Regions from separate parts of the Capsicum annuum genome. Here region 2 is linked to region 1. The links are chromatin contacts, called in public Hi-C maps. All regions are on one chromosome and are shown on one strand. Each heading gives the region's core, a stretch centred on a gene start, on an enhancer-like site or on the middle of the called end of the contact. The rest is flanking DNA. Distances are from core to core; before and after follow the strand shown. Region 1 holds the start of LOC107842459. Region 2 has its middle 12 kb from the start of LOC124887358.

Evidence for each region. A called contact is a pair of places that touch in the nucleus more often than the background predicts.
Region 2: a Hi-C map of leaf shows a contact between it and region 1, with 2.0 times the contacts expected there. The contact joins the enhancer-like site here to the promoter of LOC107842459 in region 1. A contact is called at or near these places in 2 of 5 Hi-C or Micro-C datasets (leaf and placenta).

What each region holds. Positions count from the first base shown.
Region 1 is chr9:98,677,180-98,684,400 of UCD10Xv1.1, reverse strand. LOC107842459 reads left to right here and starts at 5,245. Exons shown (of 3, transcript XM_016686309.2): 1 at 5,245-6,036. The coding sequence starts at 5,665.
Region 2 is chr9:98,750,461-98,757,681 of UCD10Xv1.1, reverse strand. No RefSeq gene overlaps it. Among protein-coding and RNA genes, the nearest start is that of LOC124887358, 12 kb to the left of the region's middle. Within about 2 kb of position 4,526, at least 5 of the 5 cell types and tissues checked have an H3K27ac peak or open chromatin away from gene starts, as enhancers often do. A contact at or near this core is called in leaf, where this site is marked.

The DNA.
Region 1 (7,221 bases), core at 3,996-6,495:
TTTCAAAAGCAATAAGATTATTTGCTGAAATGCGAAACATACCGAATTGGATTGGTCCTGAAGTACCATATCTTAGTGCAATTGGTGTACTAATGTATCTTGCAAATACTACAAGGCCTGATATAGCCTTTTCGGTTAATTTGTTAGCAAGATATAGTTCTGCTCCTATTAGGAGACATCGAAATGAGATCAAACACATGATTTTATTCTAAAGCCTGCAGTCTTAATCTTGTTGGTTATGCTGATACTGGGTACTTATCTGACCCGTATAAAACTCGGTCTCAAATAGGCTATGTGTTCATATGTGGTGGTACTGCAATATCTTGGAGATATACAAAGCAGTCTATCGTAGTCACTTCATCGAATCATGTTGAGATAATAACTATTCATGAAGCAAGCCAAAAATTTGTATGGTTGAGGTCCATGATACATCTCATTCGAGAAAAATGTGGTGTGAAATATGACAATCTGCCCACAATTTTATACGGAGATAATGCATCATGCATAGCACATCTTAATGGAGGATTCATAAAAGGAGATAGAATGAAGCACACTTCCTCAAAGCTTTTCTACATACATGAGCTACAAAAGAATTGTGATATCAACGTGCAACAGATTCGTTCAAGTGAAAATTTAGCTGATTTATTCACCAAGTCTTCTCCAATTACAACTTTTAAGAAGATGGTGCACAAGATTAGGATGCAAAGGTTCAATGATGTTCTCATCAGGGGGAGTTAATACGCGTTGTACTCTTTTTCCCTTACGAGGTTTTGTCCCACTGATTTTTCCTTGTAAGGTTTTTAATAAGGCAGCCGATATGCATATTGTTAGAAATGTGTACTCTTTTTTCTTCACTAGATTTTTTTTCCTACGGAATTTTTTCTAGTAAGGTTTTAACGAGGCACATTATCTATCTAGACATTCAAGGGGGAGTGTTATAAATGTATTTACATTATAGTGAATGTCTATCAAGATCTAATAAGATCTAGTTGATATCTATCAGGATTTGATGTATTTGTCTTTTAGTATGAAACTAGGGAGAAATTCCCTCTATAAATTGAAGGGCTTCCTTCATTGTAAATTATCCCTCAAGAGAAGAAATAAGAATTACTTTCTCTATTTTCTCTACTCTTCTTCTTGTTCTTTATAGTTGTATAACAATATATATATATATATATATATATATATTAACAACCCGCGTCCTTTTTCTTTTTTAGTTTTAGGACATCATTTTATTTTTTGGTTTAGAAAATAGCAGCAATTAATATCAAACATATATACTGATATTATGATTTTTACTATTCTTTATTTGTAGAGATTGTTATTATTATGAAATAGTTAGAATTTATTTAATACTCTTCAACTATGGATCTTAGTTTAAGCTAATGAAATTCTTTTTTTCTTCTTTTCTAAAACTTTAATATTTTAAAATTTAAATACTTAATATTCTTTAATTCATTTTTTATTATAATACTATTAAGTTTTGTCATAAAAATGTCACATGACTTCACAATAGTTTGCTACTTTACTTTTTCTAGTGCTTTTATTTTTTGCTTTATAGATATAGATAGATTCTAATATGTGTACCATCTAGTGAATACAAATACATAAGGGGTCGTTTGATTTGCGGTACTAAAGTTAATTATCCCAGGATAAAATAATAATCTCGGGATAAAAATTTAAACACTCGTTTGGTTGTAAATATTTGGGATAACTTATTCCGGGACTAATAATTAGTCCTGGGATAAGTTATCCACCCAATTGGTGGGATAACAATTCCAAGACTATTTTTCTTTGGTATAAAATTATACAATGACTAAATTACCCTCAAAACCTATGATTTCATTTCACACATCTCTCTCTATATATATGTAACACCCCGTACTTAATTACGTGCATTAGCCATTGTTATATGTGTTGGAGTATATGTATTGATCCTAAGTTAGGTATATATGAGTTTAAGTATGAGTATTGATTATTTTGAGATGGTTTCAAGTGTATAGTTTGATTATATGTGTATAGGAATCGACTTTATTTATACCGGAATTTTCCCGTCGATGGTTCCATAAGAAGGTTATTGAATAAGCTTTCCAACTATATAAAGATTTCCAAAAATGGATAAGTTTTGGATATAATCGAGCACGTTCGAAACTATAAAACGGTGGCCGGGATGTGTGAACAGTAAATGTGCAGGAAAATTTCCTGCACACAAACTACTGAGGCCTGCCAGTTTTTTGGGTCAACTTTGAACGATCATAACTCCCTCAATATAATGAACTGGGAGAGATACCACATATTAACAGAAAGATCTTTGAGTATTATTTCCAATGCAATTGGTTTCATCCAAATCCAACATCTGAGTAAGGAGTTATACTCGTTTTACTTCAGCCTCTCAAAACAGATTTTTAGGGTCAACTTCAAACGATCATAACTCCATGTACAGGACAAACTGGGTGGCCTACTTTATATGAAATGAAAGACCTTTGAATTATCTTTCTAACGATATCCATCTCACCCAAATCCGATATCGGAGCAAAGAGTTATGGCCGATTTACTTTAGCCTATCAAAACAGTCCACCATGGACAGATTCGGATTTACTTAAATTTTTACGGGCAATATGGTCATTTTCCATCACCTCATGGACAAAAATTGGTCATTATATACATATAATTAGTCTCATATCCATCAATTATCATCAAACTATTGAAAATAAGAAACCCTAGCCTAATTTCAACTCCAAATATCTTGTGATTCAACCGTAGAAAATCCAAATTGATTCCGTAATTGTGTTCACCATCTCAAGGGCTTCGAGAAGCACCCCTTATTTGTGCCAACAGGACTTCGAAATCAAAAGGGCCATTTTATGGTAAGGATGTAAAGTATGTTGGTGTTATTTATATGGATATGTATATATATATATGCATGTGAGCATAAGAAGTATGTTATTTGATTGTTGTTGAAAGATGATTGGGAAATAATGTTGGATTATGTTGAATTGTGAAGGAATTTGGTATGATGATGTGGTATTGATGATGTGTTATTGAAATGATGATTATATATATATATACACATAAACCTATTGTTCAAGTTGGTTTTTGGAATGTTTTGCAAATATTGGTAGTATGGAATTATGGAAGAGAATTGTGGTGTTGGGTTGCTAATACTAGATGCCAAACATTTCATTATAGATAAGTGATTTGTAAAGGCGGGAAGTTGCGTTGAATTGGTATCCGAATCTACAACGAGGTATGTAAAGCATACTCTAACAATGTTCTTTGGCATGAAAACACCAATGTTCCATCAAGTAAGATTTCGAGGTTGTCCAAAAACATGTATTGTTCTACGTTACCAACGAAGTTGTTTCCATCCTATAAAGTGTCAAAATGTTTCATTGATATACCAAAAGGCTCTTATTTCATCGTTGTGATATTGATGATTCTGAAACACATTGTTGATGTACCAATGAGTCTTTATTACATCGTTATTATATAGAAGGTCTATTACTTGGTTCCTATTGATGTATCATTGTTTCAAAGTATCAAAAATGTGGTGGCGACCGAAATAACAATCTCAAAGATTAATTGAACTAAGTGATGGGAGTTCTCTCTTATCGGGTGGTATCCCAGGGGCATAAGCCTAGCATGGGTCGATCCCTATTTATGTGTTTATGGGTGGTATCCCCGAGGCATAAGCCTAGCATGGGTCGATCCCAGTTGATATGTACTGGAGGCAGCCTAATGGTCACAATACAGTACAGTAATGATTACAAAGACGATAAGAACGAAGGTAAAGTGATTGAATAAATACAATGTACAGGTTGTCACAAGTTTTAGTAAGTATGGTCCACTCCTATTACGACTTATTCACTTGTTTCTGATTTCTATTGAGCTCCTATATCATATGTGATTATCTACAGTTTTACATACTCAGTACATATTTCGTACTGACGTCCCTCACGGGGGACCTGCATTTCATGCTGCAGGCACAGGTACCTCAGCTCATACACCGCACAAGTAGGAGCCAGGTCATACAGCTATTGTTGGTGAGCTCCAGTTTGCTTCGGAGCTTTCCGAGTCGGTTCCTTATGTTTTGTTATTGTACATGAGTCATGTGTGGGCGGGGGTTTGTCCCGACCCTAGTTATGTCATGTATATCCTAGAGGCTTTGTAGACATAAGGAAGGGTAAAGTTATGGAAGTTTATATAGTGATGTTATATTTGTATATGTGGTGGCCCCGACGGCTACGTAATATATATATATATATATATATATATATATATATATATATATATATTTGTGCATGTTGCGCTGATACAGGTAATTAGACCCTTCTATATGCAACGAAGTGCTGTCCAAATTTTTGGTGACATATAAGTGAAAGTACAGGTATTTGAACGGGTTCTCCCGGGCCTTCTCGGCTTCGGGTGCCAGTCCGGCCCGATGGAATTTTGGGGCGTGACAATATATATATACTAGTATTTTAATAAAAGTTAAATACTTAATAATTTTGACATAAATTTTATATTTACATTAAAAACTTATACGTAATATATAATAATTTATCAAAAATTTAAATCTAAAATTCAAAATTCTTATTCCATCATTATCTCCAATTATCCGCTTTTATTGACCCGCCTCACATAAAAATATCAACACTATTGTTGAATTACATATTTTAAATTGAATAGTTTTTTAATCACTTAAAAATTGATATGGTATATATAAAATGAATTTTAATATATTATATGAGTGATATGTGTTTAAATGAAATGAACAATAAATCATCTTTTACTTTAACAAACTTAAGTTGGAAGTTTTTATTTCAAATAAAATAAAATGTAGTAAGATTTTTTTAAACACATACGGCATAATCATGGAAAGGTACACGCAAAAAAATTAAAGTTAAATAAGATGAAAGTTTTATTTTTAAAATACACACGATATAATCATAAAAATATGCACACACAAAAAAATTAAGCTAAATAAGATGAAAGTTTTATTTTTAAGAATAAATATTTAAAGCTTGAAAAGAAATTATATAAAAAAAACTTAAATAAGATGAACGGTATTTTTGTAATCACTTAATTTATTTTTAGGAGTGATACTATGTATATTACTTTGAATACACTAAACCAAACACTCAATAAATAATAATCTCAATATAACTTATTTCATCATAACTTGTTTTCAAATCAAACGGCGCCTAAGAGTATATAATAATAATTAAAAAAAATTATAAACGCATCGCAATTTACCCAAACACACACCAACAAACAACACTAGTCGGTGGCACCTAGTTCGTGACTCAACCAACCAACTTAAAACACAGAAAAATCAAAATCAATCAAAAGCTAGAGAGGAGTGAGAATAGAACAGAAAGTTCCATAAATCAAAATCTTTTTCCTTCCAAATATGTGTATATTAGTTAGGGTTTTCATCACTTGTATTTTCCAATTTTTCTTGTCATTATTATTACCCACCCTTGGCCCTTACTTTTTCTTCACCTGTGACAGCGGATTTTTTTTCCCTGTTGCAAAATTGTTCCATAAACCCTAGTATTATTGTATTTAAACTGCAAAATCTGTTTTTAAAAAATCTCGGTGGAAGAAAAACATGTAAAGATTTTGGTGGATTGCAAGAATTTTGGTTTAACGCATGCAATCATGATGGTTGATCCGGAGAGAGTGATATTCGATATAAGTTCAGATGAAGAAGTGGGTTTTGTGAAAACTAGAGGCGGCGGCGGCGGCGGCGGCAGTGGTGGGAGCGATGACTATGACTGGATAACGGAGCTTTTAGGTGAAGGGGATGGACACAGCAAAGACGATTCTGACGATGTTGTAGTGGTCCGGGAAGTTATTATGAATCCCAAGCAAAATTTGAAGTCCTTACACAATTCTACTAAGCCGTCTGTTAATAATGATGATGTTGATGATGATTGTGTGGTTTTGGAGGAAGACCCAGATAAGCCTGTTGAAGTTGTGAATGATAGAGGTGATGATGATGATTTGCTTGTTGTAAGTGAAAAGGGTCAGGTACTCAATTTTGCAAAATTACACCTTTACTTTTTTGTATTACCCAATTGATCTAATGTCTGTTTTGTTTGCTTCCTTCTTGGATTGTCTTGATTAGTACTGGATAGATATAATTTAGTGGAAAAGAAAAACCAACAAAATGGCAAAGAGATTAGGACCCGTTTGGCCATGAACACGTATTCACTATTATTTGGTATATTGAAGTTGAAAATAGAGTTGGAGTTGTGGTTAGCCTAGTATTTTCAGAAATATTTTAGACTTCGGATGTACTTTTTTATAGAGTGATAGGGAAAAATTGTGTCCAAAAAAGTGATTTTCAAAAAGCCAAATATTGTGAAAATGTATTTTGGAACACGTTTTTTGGTTTTCATGGCTAAACAAATATTCCGGAATAAAGTGAAAACGTATTCCAGAATATTGTGAATAATATCTATGGACAAACGCCTACTAAAAATACAAAAGAATAGATGGAAAAATTCTGAGCGTGTGAAGTTTCAGAGAGATGATAGTTTTTGCTCGTTTTATAAAAATAGTTTATGATCTTACTATTAGATTTCTTGGCACGATCTTCTAACATTTGCCCGAAACTTGTTTTGGTGAAACCGAACAATCATCTATTATTTTATTTCATGAATGGCAGAAAAAATATCTGCAACAGCAACAACATACACTTTGTAATAACACAAGTGGGGTTACAGACCTTAACCCTACCTTGCGAGGTAGAGAGGTTGTCCAATAAGATCCTCTGCTCAGGGAAAAGCATATTGAAAAAAAGAAATAATGGATTGAAGAAATCATGTCAAAATTCTATAGAAAGCATGACTGAAAAAATATTCATCTGAAACCCTGATGGAGTGCCCTACCTTTTAAACACATACATATCTTAAATTAAGAAATTACCAATAGGTATGTCACATTCTTCATCCCGGGGGGTAGCTGCATTGACCTAAGGGTGGTCACTCAAACAACCTTCATCGAAAAATTAGTTGTGCATACAGAAAATAATGTTGTGTATATAGTCCAAAAACAACTTTTAGAGATATATACTAAAGTTTTGAACACCCTTAGCAAAATTCTTAGTTTCACTACTGCGTTAGCCTTCCGTTTATATTAACTTTTTAACTTCCGGTAGTTTGAAGGATCAAAATCACATGTTTATATTGATTGAAGGTTAATTATGCTTTA
Region 2 (7,221 bases), core at 3,277-5,776, 74 kb before region 1:
TGTTCCACGTTTTTCTTTATTGTATTATTCACCGTATAAAGATATTAGATTGTTAATATCCCCCTCCCCACGTTCCCTCACCAATCCACTACATCAATTTTTAAACCACCACCACCACCACATGCCTCCACCCCTACCTACCCTTTCCTATCCAATCCTCCACCTCTAGTCAAATCTATACAAAAATATAATTATTTAATGTAAAAAAATTATGTTTCATATTTTTTATCATACTATTTATTAAATATATTATATTGTTAATATTTACCCTCTTGCCCTTCTCATCTCTAATTAATTCTATCGAAGTAGAAAAAATTATGTTTCATATTTTTTTATTATATTATTTACAGCTTAGAAGATTTTAACAAAATAATATATATAATGCCCAAATATTGACAAAATTTAGCATTTAAAAATATCAATCAGACAAAAATTTTTAGTGAAAAGTTTTATCAAAGGACAAAATTAGAATGGAAAATTACTGATTTGAATTTAGGTTTGGATATACTATGAAAAGATATCTATTAAACGATCATGATCAACAGATAAAAATAAAAATATTAAATTAAAAAAAAGTTTATAAAACATAAAAAACAGAAGAATGCAATAAATATATTATTTAACAAATAAAGTTAATGACCAATAGAACCAAAAAGAAGAAGAAGAGAAGTTTAAAAATATATATTATTGTAGGAATATATATAGGAGAGATCAAAAAACTATAGAACTTCATTTCAAATTAACTTTTATTTAAATTTAAATTTCAATACCATATCTATTTTATAAAAGAAATATAGATCAATTTATTATTCTTTCTTTTTCCATTTTTTTAAAAATGCAATGCATATTTATCTTATAACTAGAAGTGCAAGGCCCGTGTCAGCACGGGCCCAACAGTAGAACATGTGGATTGAAAATTTTAAGTTTTAGGATTTCACTTGGAGTAGAAAGTTTGAGCAGTAGAATATTTTCATTAGTATGATTGAGCTGAGGGGATCACAATTGAAATCTTTTTTTAACCTTTTTGTTGAATTTTGCGATCAGAAATATAAAGAAAGAATAAGCATAAATTTGATGAAATAGCTTAAATAAAATATCCAGTAGATTATTGATTTTCAATATCGCAAAGATTAAGAATCATGTAAACTTACCCGATAAAGAGAATACACAGCTTAGATTCGCTATTGTTTTGTTTAATTATTATTTTTAACACAGGAAAATAGTGTTGTTTTTTAATAGAGAAGGAAGAGTTGAGATTTTTTTTCTTTATTTTATTTTTAAAACAGAGAAATGTTAATTAATATTGAGAAGCTGTAAAAAGTTGAGAACGATGGCTACACATATTTGATAGAAAATTTGCTAATGTTAAGAAAGTGCAAAGTGTTTGGTTGCAAATTTGTGATAGATACACTTTTTTTGTACCTAAATTTACTTTATTTATATTTAAATTAGTTTGTAAAAATCTTTTGCAAATAATATTTATACTTCTTTTCTTTAATTTCTTTAAAATATAGTAATAAAATTTACTTATGCTTTATTCTTCTCACATTTTACTACATATATTTTATCCTCTTTAAATTTCATTATGCCATTTTACCCTTTTTAAACATCACTGTACATTAAAATCACGATTGAAGCAGCTGAAGCAAAAATTAGTTAATTTTAATTTTTTTTTGTTAATTATTGTTATTTACAGTACTTTTTATTTCATTTTCAAATAATATATGTTGTTTTATAACTTCTTCTGTCCCGTCCCAATTTATGTGGCACTAATATAATTTTGATAGTCAATCAAATATTTTATGTTGACATATCATTTTGTTATTCTTATTTTTCTAATACATAAATGACTTATAGTAAGGAGTGATATAGTAAAATCATCGTTCGAAAGATGAAAACTTAATTTAAAACATTAAGAGTTAATTTCGCATTTTACGTCTATTTTATTTTTTATTAAATATTATTTATTTTCTTAATACCTAGACGACTCGTAATAATTAATTAAGAGCGATTGATTATGTTATTACTGTAAAAATTAATATAATTTTATCATATCCAATAGTAATCATCGATAATTCACCGAAATAGTATATTAATTAAATACGGAATGCTATATTTGCATATGCAAAATATGATATTATTAAACATTATTTGCTAGTGCATTATATTTATCTTTCACAATAATAAAATTTTACTATATATTTTTCTTTATTTCTTTTCAACTTGATACATATTGACCCAACACAAATTCTAAGAAATTATTCATTAGAAATTTATTTTATTAAATTAAATTTATTAATTTTGTACTTTAAAAATTTAAAGTTAAGTTTAAATGTTAGTATTTCTATATAAGAAAAAATAATTTTAAAATTTAAATTTACTAAAATAAATAAATAAATACATAAAAAGATTAATTTTCTATATAAAAGTCAATTAAAATAATAAAATTGATTTACTTTAAATAGTTAGTTGCAATTAATTAAGATAATTTTTTATTTTGTCATGATTTATATTTTGAGAGTTGAATAGAACTTTTATCTATTTTTAAAAAAGTATTTTAACTTGTTAATTATTGTGATTTATAATAATTTTTCGTAATTATCAAATAATATATTTACTCCTTGTGTCCCAATTTATGTGGCTTCGATACAATTTTGAGAGTCAACTAAATTTTTTATATATCTTTTAAATATTTTAAGTTGTTAATTATTATGATTTGCAGTACTTTTTATTTTATCTCAATTTATGTGGCATTGCTAAAATAATGAGTCAGTAAAATTTCTATATGTCTTTTAAATATTTTAAGTTATTAATTATTGTGATTTGTGGTAACAAATTAGTTTTGAACATGATGGCCAATTAAATAAATAAAAAAAAATTACTTCCAATATGTAGTTATAGTTAATTAATATAAATTAATAGAATATATTAAATATTTAAACCATTATAATGAAATAATGAAATTATTATATATTGGGGTATGATATGTAATTAAGTGAGAGTAGAGGGGTATTTTGATAATTACATAAGAGGTGGTTTCAACCACCTCTTCTATATAATAGAATTGGATATATTTTTAATCAATTAGTTACTCTTCATTATCCTTACTGTTTCACCTTTTCTTATGTTTTCTTTTTTGTTATCCTATTTTCTTGCTTTTGTTTGTCTAAAAAAACATTTTATTTTATAAAAGTAATAGCGATTTTAAACATGCATATTGTCTTAAAATTTTAAAATAATTACATATAGGATTAATGAGGGTTTGAGAATTACAAATTTTTTTAGATATATAAAATAATTGCAAGAGAATATTGATATTATTATCATGATTATTATTATTATTATTATTGTTATTATTCTTATACTATTATTATTACTATTATTGTTGTTATTATTCTTATATTATTATAATTATTATTATTGTTGTTGTTGTTGTTGTTGTTGTTGTTGTTGTTACTACTACAACTATTATTACTACACTATTACGTACTGCTGCTACTACTACTTTTTTTTAATTATTATTATTATTATTGTTTTTTTTTTTATTATTATTATTGCCACTACTGCACACACGTGCTACTGCTACTATTACTACTTCTACACTATTAATTATTACTAGTTTTATTGCACGTGTAATCTTTAATTATTTAAAATTAGACTATTTTATTTATTGTGAAGATTTTTATTGAAGTGCAAAAAATTCAAATCACTTCTCAAAGATCGTTTATACTTTAATGTAATAATGTAAATATAACATATATTTTATTGTAAGCACATATATATATTACCACAAGAAGTTTCAAGTGGTTAATAGATCATCATTTTTACATTTGTCATGCATACCTCTCTCCCTTGTTGTTACAGGCAAAGAGAGACTCATCGATCGAACCATATTTGTAATATGATTATTTTTTTTATTTTTTCTAATATAAAAATCTTTTCTTATTTTTAAAGTTAAATCTTTAGAAAAATTCTAAAAATTTGGCACTTCTTATATTTTTATTAATCTAACACTTCCATATTTATTTGTAGATTTTTCAAATCTTCTTAGAATCAATTTTAGTTGATTTAGAATTTTTAAACTAATGAAAAAGATATAGACTTCTAATAAGGAAAAGTTTTACTACAAATATTTCATTAATTTTTAACTTTAAAAATATTAGAAAAATAGTGAAAAGATGATTTTGTCGAAAGCAGAGACTTTTAATGTAGGGGTAAAAATTCAAACAATATTTTTAAGATTCTTCAGGCTTTTAATATAGAATAGATTATTATTATTATTATTATTATAGTTTCATCTTTAATTTAGTTTTTAAATAAATTATATTCAGATATATTATTTAACTAAATTTAGAAAGAGATAAGTTTATGAAAGTGTAGAAGTCTATTTAGAACTCTTCTCCCATGAATTTCTATTTTTAAGCTAATGAAAAAAATAGTTTTTTCTAGAACAACGGTCACACGCATGCACACATCACACAATTTTTCCTCTCGGTGCATGTTAGTGGGATATTCTAACGTACGCAGCTAAGCAGGAAAAATGCCACACCGACCTCTGATCATGATGGATTCAACAACGCCGGAGACCACCACGATAACTCCGGCCAGTGGAATAATGCAGGAACTTCAACTCTTCACTTTTGAGAGCTTTTTCCCCCAAAATTTGTTTGCCAATTGCTGAGGATAAGGATGAGGAGAAGGCAGCCGATGATGAAAATAAGGGCCCTATTCGAAAAGAACTATCAGTACCCCGTTGGCTATAATTCTCTGGTCTTAGTAACACATCCATAGCTGGGGGTAGTGGAGATCTAACACCGGAGCAAACTCACGAGAATAAGGAAATTAGAGTTAAGCAGCAAAATGAACAGCGTGTGAGGACCTCTCAAAAGTTGAAGGAGCTAAACTATATTCCCCTTTCTATGTGAAATGGAAAATTTGTGGTGGAGCTCGTTGGGGAGGACCTACGCGAGTAGGAAGAATACTGGAAAATGGCTCTTATCGGGTATATAATTGGGGATACACCATATGAGAAATCTATGAAGAATTATGTGATGAATGTTTGGAACTTTATGACGAAACCTCATATCCTATACCATATTGATGGGTACTATGCATTCTAATTCAAGATTTGTAAGAATCGAGATATGGTCTTCCACTCGGGGCCTTATTCTTATCATAATAAACTATTCATTCTTAAATATTGGTGTATAGACTATGAATGGTGAAATTTCCACGACGACCATTGGGATATTGGCCAACTGAAACACTTAGTAAGCTTGCAAGTATAGTCGGAAAACCAATATATACAGACAGAATTATAGCTGATATGGAGAGGATATCCTTTCCCAGGGTTTTAATTGAGACTGATATCTCTCAACCCTTTTCTGATAGCATCAAAATCCATAAAACAATATCAGATGATTGGAGGCCAAAGTATTGCTCTGATTGTATGAGGTTTGGTCATGCTAAATCATAATGTAGATGGAAATAAAAATAAGTGAAAGCTCAAGAGAAACCAGTGGAGGCTGATCAGAAGCGTAATAGGAGGAGAAATATAAAGAAAAAAAAGGTCATTTCCCAGCAGTGGTACCCCAAGGACCAAGATCAAAGCCATAGCAAGGGACCTCTTGAGAATGAAAAGTCAGAAGATATTGTGTAGGCTGAGGCTCATCAGAAAGAAGGAGATTGTATACCAGCCTCTACTGATACACAGGTTGCAAGACATGCTAAGCTAACAATGAGTGAGTATCCTTATTTACCTCTCTCTAATAGATATGAACCATTTGATGGACCACCCCTAGGTACTATTAGAGAGGTGGGAGAACCTAGTAGATATAAACCCCCATGAGAATATGCACCTGGAATATAAGAGGGCAAAACAAGACCTTTAAATAGAAAGAGCTGATAATTTTTCTGAAGAAGAATAAAATAGATATAATGGGGTGTATAGAAACAAAGGTAAAAGAATGGAATGCAAAAAGAGTCCTATAAAAAATAGTTGGTGATTGGAAGCATTGCTGTAATTATACAGTTGAAGCACCAAATAGGAGAGTGTGGCTATTATGAAAAACTCATATTGTAATCCAAGTTTTGTCTGTGGACAGTAAATTCATCCATTGTAAGGTGGAAGACAACCAGCAACAATTAGCTATCTTCTTCACAGTAGTGTATGCATGGAATAAACAAAGCAAGAGACAGATATTATGGAGTGGGTTAGAACAGGTGGGCTCACAGATACAATTCAGCTGGCTCATAAGTGGTGATTTCAATAATGTGTTAACAGTTGATGATAGGTTGGGGCACCAGTAACAGTGGGTGAAGTACAAGGTTTTAGGGAATTGATAGACAACCTACAACTCACTCCATTGAGGAGTATGGGTGGTCAGTACACTTAGTGAAACAAGCACCAAAATGATAGTGTGATATATAGTAAAATTGACTGGGTACTGGGTAATTTTGATTGGCTACAATATTATGGGCATATTGAGGCTGAATATCTAAATCCAGGTGTATCTGATCATGCCCCAATACTCATTCAAATAAACATGAGCACTCAGTAGCACAACCTACATTCTAAGCCATTTAAACTGTTCAGTAGTGTCATGCAACAACTAAAGTTTGGAGGGCTGGAAAAGAAATCCTTGGAGCAACCAGTGGAGGGGAATGAGATGTACAAGGTATGGCAAAAGCTGAAAAAACTGAAGGGGCTAAATACTTACATGGAAACCTACCAACAGAGACTAAAATAAGCTAGAGTAGAGCTAGAAACAATAGAGACAAGGTTGGCTGCCCAACCTTTAAATCAGCAGCTTATGTCACAGGAAAAACAAATGTTGATAAAGATAGAGAAATGGAGTACAATGGAGGAACAAGTTTTGAGACAAAATTTTAGAGATCAGTGGGTACAGTATGGAGATGCTAACTCTAGATACTTTCATGCCCAAATGAAGATGAGAACTAGCCACAATACTATAAACTCAGTATACACAAGCACTAAAACTAAGCTCACTGATTCAATACTTGTTGAGAGGGAATTTACTAACTTCTTCCCCAGTCTGATGGGTGAAGCAGGCCCTATACATAAATGTCCTGATGCTGAGATAATTAAGAAAGGTAATTACTTAAACCATGATCAACAAACACAACTTATAAAGGAAGTCACAAGGGCAGAAATATTGGAAGCCATCAAAAGCATGCCACAGGATAAATCACCAGGAGTAG